Regions from separate parts of the Hordeum vulgare genome. Here region 1 is linked to region 2. The links are chromatin contacts, called in public Hi-C maps. All regions are on one chromosome and are shown on one strand. Each heading gives the region's core, a stretch centred on a gene start, on an enhancer-like site or on the middle of the called end of the contact. The rest is flanking DNA. Distances are from core to core; before and after follow the strand shown.

Region 1 (6,373 bases), core at 3,472-5,971, 130 kb after region 2:
ACATGCAGAGTTGTTAAGTAACACAACAGAAAACATTCAGTTGCAAAAGGAAACAAGATGGGCCAAAATCCTACCAAGTTTTTTGACCAGACTAGATAACTTTTTTATATTTTCACCAAGTATGAGTAAGTTCCTCTTGAGAAACACCTACTCTGCCCAAAATCCAACAAACGCGCGGTGGCGCGCGGCGCTTTAAATTTTATTTACAGTGTATAAATACGTTTTTTGTTCAATGGATGCAAAAAACGGGAAGCCAACGCCATTAAAATTTGCAGCATGGGCATTGATGTTTTTTATGTCCTTGTTTTCTGTCTCCGACACTTAATAAACAAATCTTTAACGTGCAGGGCAGTTTTCAGATGCCTGTTGGACATTCTAAGACTGCCGTTTATTCTACCACTTCAACGATGAACGAGATGGTCTAAGACTGCAGTTTATTCTACCACTTCAACGATGAATAAAACACAGCACGCGGCATGGCTAGTTCTCTTCCTAGCATCGACGTATGTGCAACAATCACATACCAGAAGACTACAGCCTCAGTAATTCACCCAAGAAACCAGAATCATAAGACTACAGCCTCAAGTCACAGTGCATGGAGAGGCACGGCCCAGAAACAAGAAGGTAACGAGAGTAGGATTTCTTCGTAATTAACTTGAATGAAACACCAACTGCAAGCACTGGCGCCTGAAGCCAACTGCGGTGGCTGCCGTTGAAATTGCTGAACCTCACAGGTTCCAGACCGAGGTGCAATCTCACAGTATCAAAACATTTCATGGAAAGGAAAACAAGCGCCCGTTCAAATACATTAACAACACCATCAAACAAAATCTGACTCCGCTCCGCACTAGTGCGGAGTAGACCGATGGTACAAGCATATAGTTCGACAACGATGTAGTCTAACAAACGAGTAACAGAGAGCAAAAGCCAGACAAAGATAAAAATGCAGTAGATGGTAGTATCTCCTGCCAGATTGGCGCTCAAGCCTCCCCCGATGCCCAGCACGAAAAATGGCAGTGATTCTGCAGTTCCTGCATAAGGAGAAAATGAAAGGGCTGAGCTTCAACTTTACAATAAACATGTGGATGTAGCTCGAGCAATACTTTTAATAACTTCTCCATAAGACCCTGGAGTGCTTGGCACCACCAATCACAAGTTTATGATGACAATGCTTTTACATATCTATTGAGAACATTACTAATCCTATTTGACAGTACAGTATAATCCACAAACAGAACTCTCAGCTAACTACACCTCAACCAATTGACTACAAGATTAGTGCTGGTTCTAACATTTGCCCTAGCCATATGGGGAGAACAGAGTAGTTTCATGATCATAGCAGAGAAAGATTTGTTAACTAGGTGGAAGAATAACCAAGTGAAAGTACAGTTTCCGCACCTGATCGAGTGATCGCAAGCAGCAACGTCCACATTGACTTGTTTACCGCCTGCTGGTCTTCCCAATTCCTCGTTTTCCAGAGAAGAGATGCTTCGGTTTCAACGTGGGGATGACGCGATCCGCCTCTCCACGGCGAGCCTCCTTGTTCCTGTTCTTGACAGAGTCCCTTGATTTCTTGATGGCCTTCTTCTTTTGAGCAACATCCCGGATCCCGTCACCTGGTACGACCTCTTCAATTGGTCGTGATTTGGACCTAGACCTCGACCTTGTACGCAGCTTCTTGTCTGAGTGCTGGCCATCAACGTCCATAGCATTGTCACCATCAGCTCTGCTCAGTGACCTCTCACGCTTACGGCCTCTTGACTGGCTGCGAAGCCGGTTCACAGCTGCAGTAGGATCAACGCCCATGGATGTGAGTTGTCTGCCCATTCTCTTGGTTGTGAATTTCCTATCCTTGTCATGCTTCCTTGGAACGATAGGACGGCTCTCTGCAGTACTCTTCTTCATCCTATGCTCTTGGATGAGCATTGCCTTCTTCTTCCTAATCTTACCCAGTATCTCACGCTGTTCTTCAGTTAATTCGTCATGGCCATCAATCATGAAAGCATCCTGAGCAGCTTCTTCTTCAAGACGAAGACCCTCCTCCCTTTCCAGTTCCTCACACCTTTCCAAGATATCCGGATCCAGGAAATCGGCAACATTATGCCCATCCAATATCTCAGGGAGAATATCTTCCTTCCATTCATCATCAGCCAACAAGTAATGCTTTTTGAGACTGGCAGAATAGACACCAGCACCTCCATTCTCATTCTCAAGGTCCCTCTCAAGTTTCTTCTTTTCCTTTGCAGCAGCAATTGCTTGAGCTTCAACAACAGCCTGAGGAATGCAAGTAGGCCTATCTCTGTTGTCACGAGGCTTGGGCATAGCAACATGAAACCTATTTAAGCAGTCATTGATCTTCTTTGACTTCATCTTGATCTCCACCCTCTGCTCAAGAAGCCTCTCACATGCAGCATTTTTAACAGCCATCACACCCTCATCTGTTAAAGCACTCATAGTCAACAAAACACCCTCTTCACTGGGATCTCCACCTTGAGGTATAGTCTTCATAGCCTCTGACTTCATCTCCATTACCAGCTTCATGTCCTCTTCAGAAAGCCCATCAAGCGGCTGCAAATCAGTCTTGTTGCACACAATGACCAGAGGCTTATTCATGAACAGGGATTTTATACTGTGGAAGAGTGCAGCTTGCTGAGCAATAGTGTACCCACAAGAACCAGAGATGTCCAAGAAGAACAGCACAGCAGCCCTCAAGTGGGCAAGAGCGGTGATACTGCACATTTCTATGATGTTCCTATCCTCAAAAGGCCGATCAAGGATCCCTGGAGTGTCAATCACTTGGTAACGCAGATACTTGTAATCTGCATGGCCAACAAAAAGGGATTTTGTTGTGAAAGCATAAGGCTGCACGTCCACATCAGCCCTTGTAACCTTGTTCATGAAAGAGCTCTTCCCAACATTTGGATACCCACAAATCAAGATAGTACGGGTGTTTGGGTCAATTGATGGAAGCCTGGCCATGTGCTGCCTGATCTGCTCCAGGTATGCCAAACTAGGACTGATACGCTTTAGAACAGTACACATGCGACCTAGTGCAGCAACCTTCAGGCACTTGCACCGGTACAGGGTGTCTCCATACTTGAGCAGCCTCAGATAGTCCTTGGAGATCTTTGCAATGATATTCCTAGCCGTATTGATCTGACCCAAGGCAAGTTTGTAGTGATCCTTGTTGTAGAGCACATGGAGGAGATCGCCATAGAAAGGATGGATGTCATCCAGTCTGGGGAACTCATCGATGATGGTGGAAAGCTTCTCATAGAAGTTCTGCTGAGTATAGCGAACCTTGCGCATATAGAACTGGCGAATGCGGTTGATAGCATAGCCCTTGTGGACAACAGTTGGTGTTTGCCTCTGAGTGCGGGACAAGATTATGTCAATGAAGTCCTTCCCAGGAGGGACAACAGTGATTTTCTTGAAATTATACTGCACCATCTTGCCGGCGTAAAGATTTGCTACTTATTCCTGTAATACAAACAAATGTCATGTCAATCCAATGCAGATAAACCAGTGAAGAAACTAATGCAGAAAAAAGGTTCAACATAAATGCTAGCAAGCAGAATTTCCAATAGCCAGGAAGAAATCTAGCAATCACTAGAAAACATCAATCTGTAATCATATGAAGACCCTAGATTCATCCCCAGCATTATCGGTGCATCCATGTCACACACAAGGAAAACTTTGATTTTAAAACATAAGACAAAAAAGCTAACTGCAGTTTCTTTGTTGAGGCTAACCCCAGTTTCTTTGTTGATGGAAGGAAAACCTAACATAAGACAAAAAGCAAAAGTAGTTGGCATCACAAACTGAAACCGTAGTCTAACTCTGGACCTTAAACACGCACACCGTTCTTATATGAAAGGACAAAAACATCTACAATATATACCTAGATACCAGCATGTCAAAGCACAGTCTCTTTGTTGGCAGTCAAAAATAGTTTAAACACAAGTATAGTCGGTTGCATCACACCAAAAGACTAATCCAGGCCCTGAAACCCTGGCACCATTCTTACATGGAAGGAAAACCTAATATATCTAAGCACCAGCAAGGCAGCAACAGCCTCCCAAAGGAGGGAAGAGCAACAACAACACCTGCATGCTTTCATTCTCATAGCATCAAATGCTTGATAGATTCTACAAAATTAGCGCAAATAAAAGTAAGCCGACAGCAGAAATAGTTCCAAACTTCTGATAAAATACCACGCCAGGCGTATAAATCTGCGGCAGCTAAACTAGCCGGCAACATTTAATCGACAAGAAGCATAAAAAACGTCCGCAGCAGCTAACTAGTCGGCAACTTCTCATCAACTAGAAACCTACAAATCAACACCCCTTATCATCTGCAACAAATCAGACAACCTTATTGAGCCGCTTGTTACAAATCCTTCGGTCAAACACGAGTCACAGCGCAAAACAGATGACGCAACTGCTTTATTCACGAACTCTTTGAGAGGTTCAACCAGGGATGAGCACGGACAGGTTGAACCAAGCCACGAATCTACAGGCACAAGTCTACTACCGCAGCCATCCGCGCGGATCATCATCACGGGCACACGACTACGCGAGACGGTCGGCACGCAGAGAGCGGAAAGAAGGGGCTACTTACGTCGCCAGGCGGCGGAGGAGGCGGAGGGACGGAGCTTCGCCTCGGTGGAGTCGGCGGGCGGGCGTCCGGCGGCGGACGGGGGTGGGGAGGGGGAAAGAGGAGGGTTTAGGGGTGGGTTTCGTCCGGGCTCTTATGTCCTCGCTAACGGGCTTTCCTCTCGGCCCATCTAACGGTCACTCTCCAGCCCGCTTTCCCCCGGCCCACGGTACTGGAGGCGGCGGCGGTGGTTCGAGACCCCACCACGGCTCAGCCAGCCAGCCTCCACCACACCCGCCGCCTACCTCCCCCCTTCCCGCCGCCGTGGAAGGTGACCGGCGGCTGCCTCCCACCGCTTCCGCGAGGTTCGCCTCCTCCACTGCTCCTGATTGTCCCTTGATCCGTCCCTACCGCTGGTTGCCTATCTATCTTGCTTCTGCGTGGTGATTCTTGCGGCTGCGGGTGCTGATTCGCGGTTTCTTGAATTGTTCTTCTAGGGTTCGGAGGCAGTAGGCGACGCTGCTGCCATGCTCTCCAGGATCTCCCAGCTCGGGGCGCGGCTCCTGCGCGAGACCAGAGCTGGTTAGTGCCTCTCCGCCCTTCTTCCTGCTACACTGTCCGCGCTATCAGGAATTAGGAAAAAATGCTTGTGCTTGGACCTAATGAATGCCCGAAGAACATGGAATTTGTATAAATGCGATGCATACGTGAAGCACCTTGTGCTCGGACCAAATGCTTCGCATTTTGTGGCTACCCAGTACCCATTGTAATGAGATGATATTCATCGTTCATGTTAGCCGATTTTTGAGTTGGGAGTCATGTTTTTATTTTCTTTGGCACCGAAGAGGGAGCTTTATTTCATTATAATGGCATAAGGTTCTTATAATCTTCAGAAACCAACGCCCGACATTGGGCAGGAGTAGAATTAAGCTCTTCAGAACCATACCAAACCACTAATTCTAGCGTTCGACGCTAATTCGTGGGCAACTTTATTAAACTCTCTCTTCACTTGTACAAACTGGATATCTGCAACTTGACTCTGAAGACTTTTTATTTCGTTGATAAGCCCTCATTTGCTGGACATGTCGCTCCCTTTAGCATTCATAACTTGTACTATCACATAGGCACAATCAGTTTCGATGGAAAAGGGGGCCTGGCACCAAGTATTAGCAAGTACATTCCTTCTTTGCTAGCTAACAGCTCTGATCTTCTGCGTCCGAGCAATTAACAGAACGAGCTGCACAAAAGAGAACAGAACAGCCAGACCTTCTAGCCGCAACACCAATACTAGCTTCGCCTATCGCTGCAGAGAACAACCCGTCTACATTAATTTAGTACAGCTGGTCAATGGCGCCAACAAACACAGCATCCCACCGGGTTCATTTCGGCTGCACACGTCCTCTGCCGGTGTCAGTTTACTAATTCCAGGCTCAAACATCGGCTGTTTGCCTTTGTAGTCACCCAGCTTTAGGTTGCACATAGTGAGACTAGCTGCATATTTTGGAGAAAAATAACTGGATCTTTTATGAGAGCTTCTCCTTTATTGTGGATTACACCGTTTCTTAGGTGCCACACTCTCCGCAAAAGAAGGACCAGCCCCCTAGTCTCCTTACTCAGGTTTGCGATCATGATCAGCAGCCAATCTTTCCCTCTATAAGCAAACTGAGATTCTTCAGGAATAGCCCACACCTTCCTAACTTCCATACGAAGAGTCTTGCCTTTGTACAGTTCCTAACTGCATGAAAACTATCTTCTTCTGTAACACCACATATAGAGC
Region 2 (6,443 bases), core at 3,788-6,287:
TAGCATACGGAGACATCTTGAGCATATCCGTCAAACGCATCTGCAGAAAGACATGTCTGATCATCTCAACGAAGCGCTCAAAATCCTCATCATCCTTTTTCTTGGATGGTTTGGGAGGAAAGGGCATAGGTTTCTGAACCCATGGTTCCCTTTCTTTACCGTGCTTCCTAGGAGTGAAGTCATTCTTATCGTATCTCTGATTCTTAGGCTGTGGGTTATCAAGATCAGGTTCAATCTCCACACCCTTTTCATCGCTAGGTTGAGCATCTTCATGAACATCATTATTGATATTATCATTAGGCTCATGTTCATCACCAGATTGTGTTTCAGCATCAGAGATAGAGGCATCGTTTGGACTTTCAAGGGTAGCAGCAACGTTGCTAGCGTGCAGGTTCCTATCATCTTTCTTCTTCTTTCTAGGATGACTAGGTGCATCAGTGCTAACTCCTTGAGACTCTTGTTCAACTCTCTTCGGGTGACCCTCAGGATACAAAGGTTCCTGGGTCATTCTACCGCCTCTAGTAACGGCTCTGACAGAATTGTCATTCAACTCATTGAGCAAGTCATTTTGAGCTTTAAGTACTTGTTCTACCTGAGTAGTAAACATAGAGGCATGTTTACTCAGAAGCTTCAGATCATTCACATTTCTGTCTACACAAGCACTTAAATGACCAAGCATACGGGTACTTTGTTCCAATTGTCTGCTAACATAATCATTGAAACTCTGTTGTTTAGCAACAAAGTTGTCAAATTCATCAAAGCATAGGCTAGCAGGTTTGTCAAAAGGAATATCACTCTCATTGAATCTACACAGAGAATTCACCTCTACTACTAGTATCGGGTTATCGAGACCATGGATCTCTTCGATAGGTGGTAGATTTTTGACATCTTCAGATTTAATGCCTTTCTCTCACATAGATTTCTTGGCTTCTTGCATATCTTCAGGACTGAGGAATAAAATACCTCTTTTCTTCGGAGTTGGCTTAGGAGGTGGCTCGGGAGTAGTCCAAGCATTATCGTTGATCAAGATGTTATTCAGTAGGATCTCAGCTTGTTCTACAGTTCGTTCCCTAAAAACACAACTGGCACAACTATCTAGGTGGTCTCTAGAAGCATCGGTAAGTCCGTTATAGAAGATATCAAGTATCTCGTTCTTCTTAAGAGGGTGATCAGGCAAAGCATTCTATAGCTGGATGAGCCTCCCCCAAGCTTGTGGGAGACTCTCTTCTTTGAGTTGAGCAAAGTTGTATATTTCCTGCAAGGCAGCTTGCTTCTTATGGGCAGGGAAATATTTCTCACATAAGTAATAGACCATATCCTGGGGACTACTCACACATCCAGGAGCAAGAGAAGTGAACCAGGCTTTAGCGTCATCCTTTAGAGAGAAAGGAAACAACTTAAGGATATAGTAGTAGCGGATCTTCTCCTCACTAGTGAAAAGGGTGGCTATATCGTGTAGTTTAGTAAGATGGGCTACGACCGTCTCAGACTCATAACCATGGAAAGGATCAGATTCGACTAGAGAGATTATCTCAGGGTCGACAGAGAATTCATAATCCTCATCGGTGATAAAGATAGGTGAAGTGGCAAACTTTGGGTCGTATTTCATCCTAGCTTTCATAGATTTTTTCCTTCCAATTGAGAAGTAATTTCTCAGCGTCATAGGCATCCTTACACGCAAGAAAATCCTCAGCTATCTCTCCCTCCATAGCATAACCCTCGGGTATATCAGGGAATTCATATCTAGGAGAGCTAGATCTAGCAGGAGCAAAAGCAGGTTATATCTCAATAGTATCGGCAGTTTCAGAAGCATCACGAGCATTGGCAGTAACTCTAGAAATATGAGCATCAAGGAATACCCCTAGTGGCATATCAGGCAAAGTAGTATCTCTAGCAGTATCAAGCATAGCATCATTAGGCAAAATAACATCTCTAGCATCATCAAGCAAAGCAGTATCAGGCATAGCATCTCTAGCAGTATCAGGCATAGCATCTCTAGCAGTATCAGGCATAGCATCTCTAGCAGTATCAGGCACATGCGACATATCAAGGTTTCTAGCAGGAGGTGGTGTCGCAAACTTACTCATAACTGAAGGTGAATCAAGTGTAGAGCTAGATGGCAGTTCCTTACCTCCCCTCGTAGTTGAGGGCAATACTTTGGTTCTTGGATCTTTCAGATTCTTCACAGTGATCAGCAGATATAAATCCCAAGTGACTCAGAGAATATAGCTATCCTCCCCGGCAACGGCGCCATAAAAGAGCTGCTTCCAGTTGCTCAACAATTAGCAATTGTCTTGCAGTGGCCCACCAACGTGTGGGATCGCGACAGTTTCCGAGGGTAGAGTATTCAACCCAAATTTGTTGGTTCGACACAATGGGAGTGAAAGGATATTCTCTAGTATTAACAGTTGAGTTGTTGACTCAACCACACCTGAAAGATTAGTATCTGCAAGCAGGATATAAGCAGCAAAGGTAGTATGATAGCAACGTTGCTAGGAAAGAATCTGTTGATGGCAGATTATTCCTAACTGAAGTATCAACGGCGCCAGAAAAGAGCTGTTGACGTGCAACTATTCTCGACTTGATGCCTCCCCGGCAACGGCGCCAAAAAAGTACTGTAGCAGGTAGTAGCAGTGTAACGAGTAACAACAGTGGCAAGGAACAACAATAGTGACAGCAGTAGCAAGTAGCAGCAGTAGCAAGTAACAGTAGTATAGCAAGTAACAATAGTAGCAACAGCAGCAGGACAAAGCAAGTAATAGCAACAGCAAGTAACAATAGCAGCAAGTAATAGTAGCAGCAACAGTAGTAACGACACAACAAGTAACAGTGGCAGTGGGACAAACTCGTAGGCAATGGATCGGTGATTTGTCGGATGACATTCATCATGCAACAGTTATAACATGGAGAGATATGTGGCTAGGTCCCGTTCGTCAATGTGATGTAGGCATGCATTCCGTGTGTAGTCATACGTGCTTAGGGAAAAGAACTTGCATGGCATCTATTGTCCATCCCTCCCGTGGCAGCGGGGTCCAAATGGATACTACGGGATATTAAGGTTCTCCTTTAAATAAAGAACCGGACCAACGCATTAGCACTTGGTGAACACATGAACCCCTCAAATTATGGTCATCACCGGGAGTGGTTCCGGTTATTGTCACTCCGGGGTTGCCGGATCATAACACATAGTAGGTAACTACAACTTGCAAGGTCGGATCTAAAACACACATATATTGGTGACAACATAATAATTTCAGATCTGAAATCATGGCACTCGGGCCCTAATGACAAGCATTAAGCATGACAAAGTAGTAGCAACATCAATCTCAAAACATAGTGGATACTAGGGATCAATCCCCGTCAAAACTAACTCGATTACATGATAGATCTCATCCTACTCATCACCGCCCAGCGAGCCTACGAATAGATTACTCACGAACGATGAAGAGCTTCATGGAATTGGAGACGAAAGAAGGTTGATGATGACGATGGCAACGATCTCCTTGATCCAGAGCCCAAAACGGACTCCAGATCTGCCCTCCAGGGCAAGAACGGGATGTGGCAGCGCCTTTGGATCGTGAAACGCGATGAATTCTTCTCTCCTGATTTTTTCCGGGACGAAAGGGAATAAATAGCGCTGGAATTGGGGGCGGCAGAGCCACGTGGGCCCCACAAGCCTCGTGGCCGCGGCCGGGGGGGAGGCCGCGGCTACAGGGCTTGTCGCCCACTGGCCTGTCCCCTCCGGTGGATCTTTGCGCAGGTATTTGTCATATTTTCCAGAAATATTCTCCGTAAATTTTCAGGACGTTCCGAGAACTTTCATTTCTGCACAAAAACAACACCATGACAATTCTGGTGAAAACAGCGTCAGTCCGGGTTAGTTCCATTCAAATCATGTAAATTAGAGTCCAAAACAAGGGCAAAAGAGTTTGGAAAAGTAGATACGATGGAGATGTATGAGGCACCCACTAATTTAATTCAAAAGTTGCTCTTTTCATACATTTTTTTGGATAATGATTCCCTTCAGCCGACCGATTATGTGCGAGCTTCCATCATCTCTATGTTCGTCGGATGAATTTTAATCAACAATCCGAAGCTAACTCTTCGATGCCCATGTTTTGCAACTGGTTCATTATTTCAAAAAGGGGTTCTGCAACCAGCTCCTTGTTGCAAAACGACTAGGAGCTAGATTCCACAGCGAGTGCGATCAGGGAGGCCAATTTTTTTCGGCAACACGACCCATGCTACATTTCCCCCCATAATACAACCTATGTTACAAAAAAGAACACACAATAAAACTTATGTCGCAAAAAGACCCGCAATATAAGCTCCGTTGCAAATATTCCCGCAACAAGACCTTTGTCGCAATGTATAGAAATACATATGGTTGATTGATTGTATCAAATCCAATGGCTTGCTATGCGGCAAATCTTTTGAATAAATCCGCCGACCGACGCGTAGCAGTCTTCTATATTTTTTGTCACATACCTTTAGGTTTTAATTACACTTTTGGAGAACACATTGGCCCTATTTGAATCCATGGGTTAAAGTTAGTTTGGGTTAGTTTGGATTCAACTAATCCAAAAACATCTAAACATAAGGGTTAGTTTTGGTTAGATGCATCTAACCCATCAAAAAAAAAATTAAACCGATGGAGAGATGCTTATTTGGGTTAAAGTTAGGTGGGGCCCAGAAAAAAAGTTATTTTTTCCCTCTACTTTCACCATACCAAATCCTGGTTAAATGAGTCAAATGATTAAAAAAAATGCATTTATTGTCAATCTAATTTTATCATCCAAATACTTCTTTGTTTAAAGTTAGTTCAAAATTAATCCAGAGTCAGAATTACCTCTAACTGAATTAAAGTATCCAAAGAGGCACATTATGGAGTGACTAGTCGTGTGAAAGTATGTTTTGAGGGGTCTTTTGGCACAAAATAATACCATCACTGACGCGGCTGCAACACGTGTCGTCCTCTGGTTCGTCCCCTATACGTGGAAGCCGGATGGGTCCCGACCCGAAGCCAGTCTCCACGGAAGCAACGACCACGGCAAGCAAAACGTCCCGGAGCTCGCGAGATCTCGACGGCCGCAACCACACACACCAGCACGCCCAGACACGAGAGACCAGACCCACCCCGCTTCACCGATCGCCGGCGGGAAAGCCAAAGCCCCGCGCGGCTCGCGCGAACCAGACGCGGCCACGGCACCACCGGCCGCCGCCGCGGCCAAGGGGAAAGGCTCCTCGACGTCACCGCCGTCGCCGCCGCCGAGGTCCTATCGCGCCACCGCCGCCGTCGCGATGGCCGCGTCCGTCCTCGCGCTCGCCGTGGCGCTGCTCCTCGGCGCCAGCTCCCGGGTCGACCACGGTGCGGCCGCCGCCCCCGTATCGGAAGAGGGGCTCCAGGTCCGCTTCCCAGATCTTAAGATCTGCCAAACGATTGGAATTTATGCGAGGAACTGGGTTTGATCTGCGTCTGGGTGGCCTTGCAGGTGACCTACGGGAGCACGGTGAAGCTGATGCACGAGAAGACCAAGGTGAGGCTTCACTCCCACGACGTGGCCTACGGCTCCGGCAGCGGCCAGCAGTCCGTCACCGGCTTCCCCGAGATCGACGACTCCAATAGCTACTGGGTGGGGTGCCTCTCCGTCTCTCATGGTTTCATTTCGCGCAATTGCCCCCATCTTCCAAGTTCGTGTCAAACCATGGTCTTGAATTGATAATGCCAGCGTTGGCTCTTCGTTCAGAGTGCAAATGCTGTACCCGCATTGATTGAAATCAGGGTGCAGATGTGCATGTCATATCAAAGAAACAGAGGAATGGTATAGAGAATGACAAAAATTGTAAGGTCTGGATGTAGAAAAACGAATCATTAGGCATCAGTTGTTCACCTGCCATTTACTTTTCTCCGAACCGTACAAATTTCGCACTTTGATTCGTCGGATAATTATGTGACATCTCACTAAACAGATGGATAAATGACGACATTAGCATGATGAAACTCCAACGTTGACACTGCAATACTGCTAGTTTTTTTTTTTTCATTCTCGAATCGGAAGTCCCAACCTAATGATATTTTGTGGCTAAAGATTTGGCAGTTAACCTTGATATTAATATGATTTGCCTTTCAAGTAGTCTGATACTCCACCCCGAAGTAGGCAGGGTTAGAACATGCTGTTCATGTTCAACATCTAGGCTTGACTTTGCTTGTACTCCTGCAGATTGTGAGACCTACTCTTGATTCATCAGCCAAACAAGGTGAGGCTATTGAAACTGGTAGCATCATCAGGTTGCAACACATGAGGACACGGAGATGGTTACATAGCCACTTGCATGCTTCACCGTTATCTGGTAACCTAGAGGTTAGTGTGATACGTAGTAAGTTAGTTTCGATACGTTGAAGAACCTGTAAACATTAATTTATTAAATATATTTTGCTCTCT

Evidence for each region. A called contact is a pair of places that touch in the nucleus more often than the background predicts.
Region 1: a Hi-C map of seedling shows a contact between it and region 2, with 2.0 times the contacts expected there. The contact joins the promoter of LOC123407475 here to the promoter of LOC123409962 in region 2. A contact is called at or near these places in 1 of 6 Hi-C or Micro-C datasets (seedling) and 1 of 1 datasets of contacts at active chromatin or transcription factors (embryo).

What each region holds. Positions count from the first base shown.
Region 1 is chr7H:67,275,424-67,281,796 of MorexV3_pseudomolecules_assembly, forward strand. It overlaps LOC123407475 (nucleolar GTP-binding protein 1-like), which reads right to left and starts at 4,722. Exons shown (of 3, transcript XM_045100611.1): 1 at 4,621-4,722; 2 at 1,399-3,480; 3 at 756-1,031. The coding sequence starts at 3,450. The coding sequence ends at 1,441. It overlaps LOC123407476 (2Fe-2S ferredoxin-like), which reads left to right and starts at 4,854. Exons shown (of 8, transcript XM_045100613.1): 1 at 4,854-4,961; 2 at 5,094-5,178. The coding sequence starts at 5,124.
Region 2 is chr7H:67,146,243-67,152,685 of MorexV3_pseudomolecules_assembly, forward strand. LOC123409962 (stromal cell-derived factor 2-like protein) reads left to right here and starts at 5,038. Exons shown (of 6, transcript XM_045102833.1): 1 at 5,038-5,406; 2 at 5,493-5,633; 3 at 6,222-6,362. The coding sequence starts at 5,302.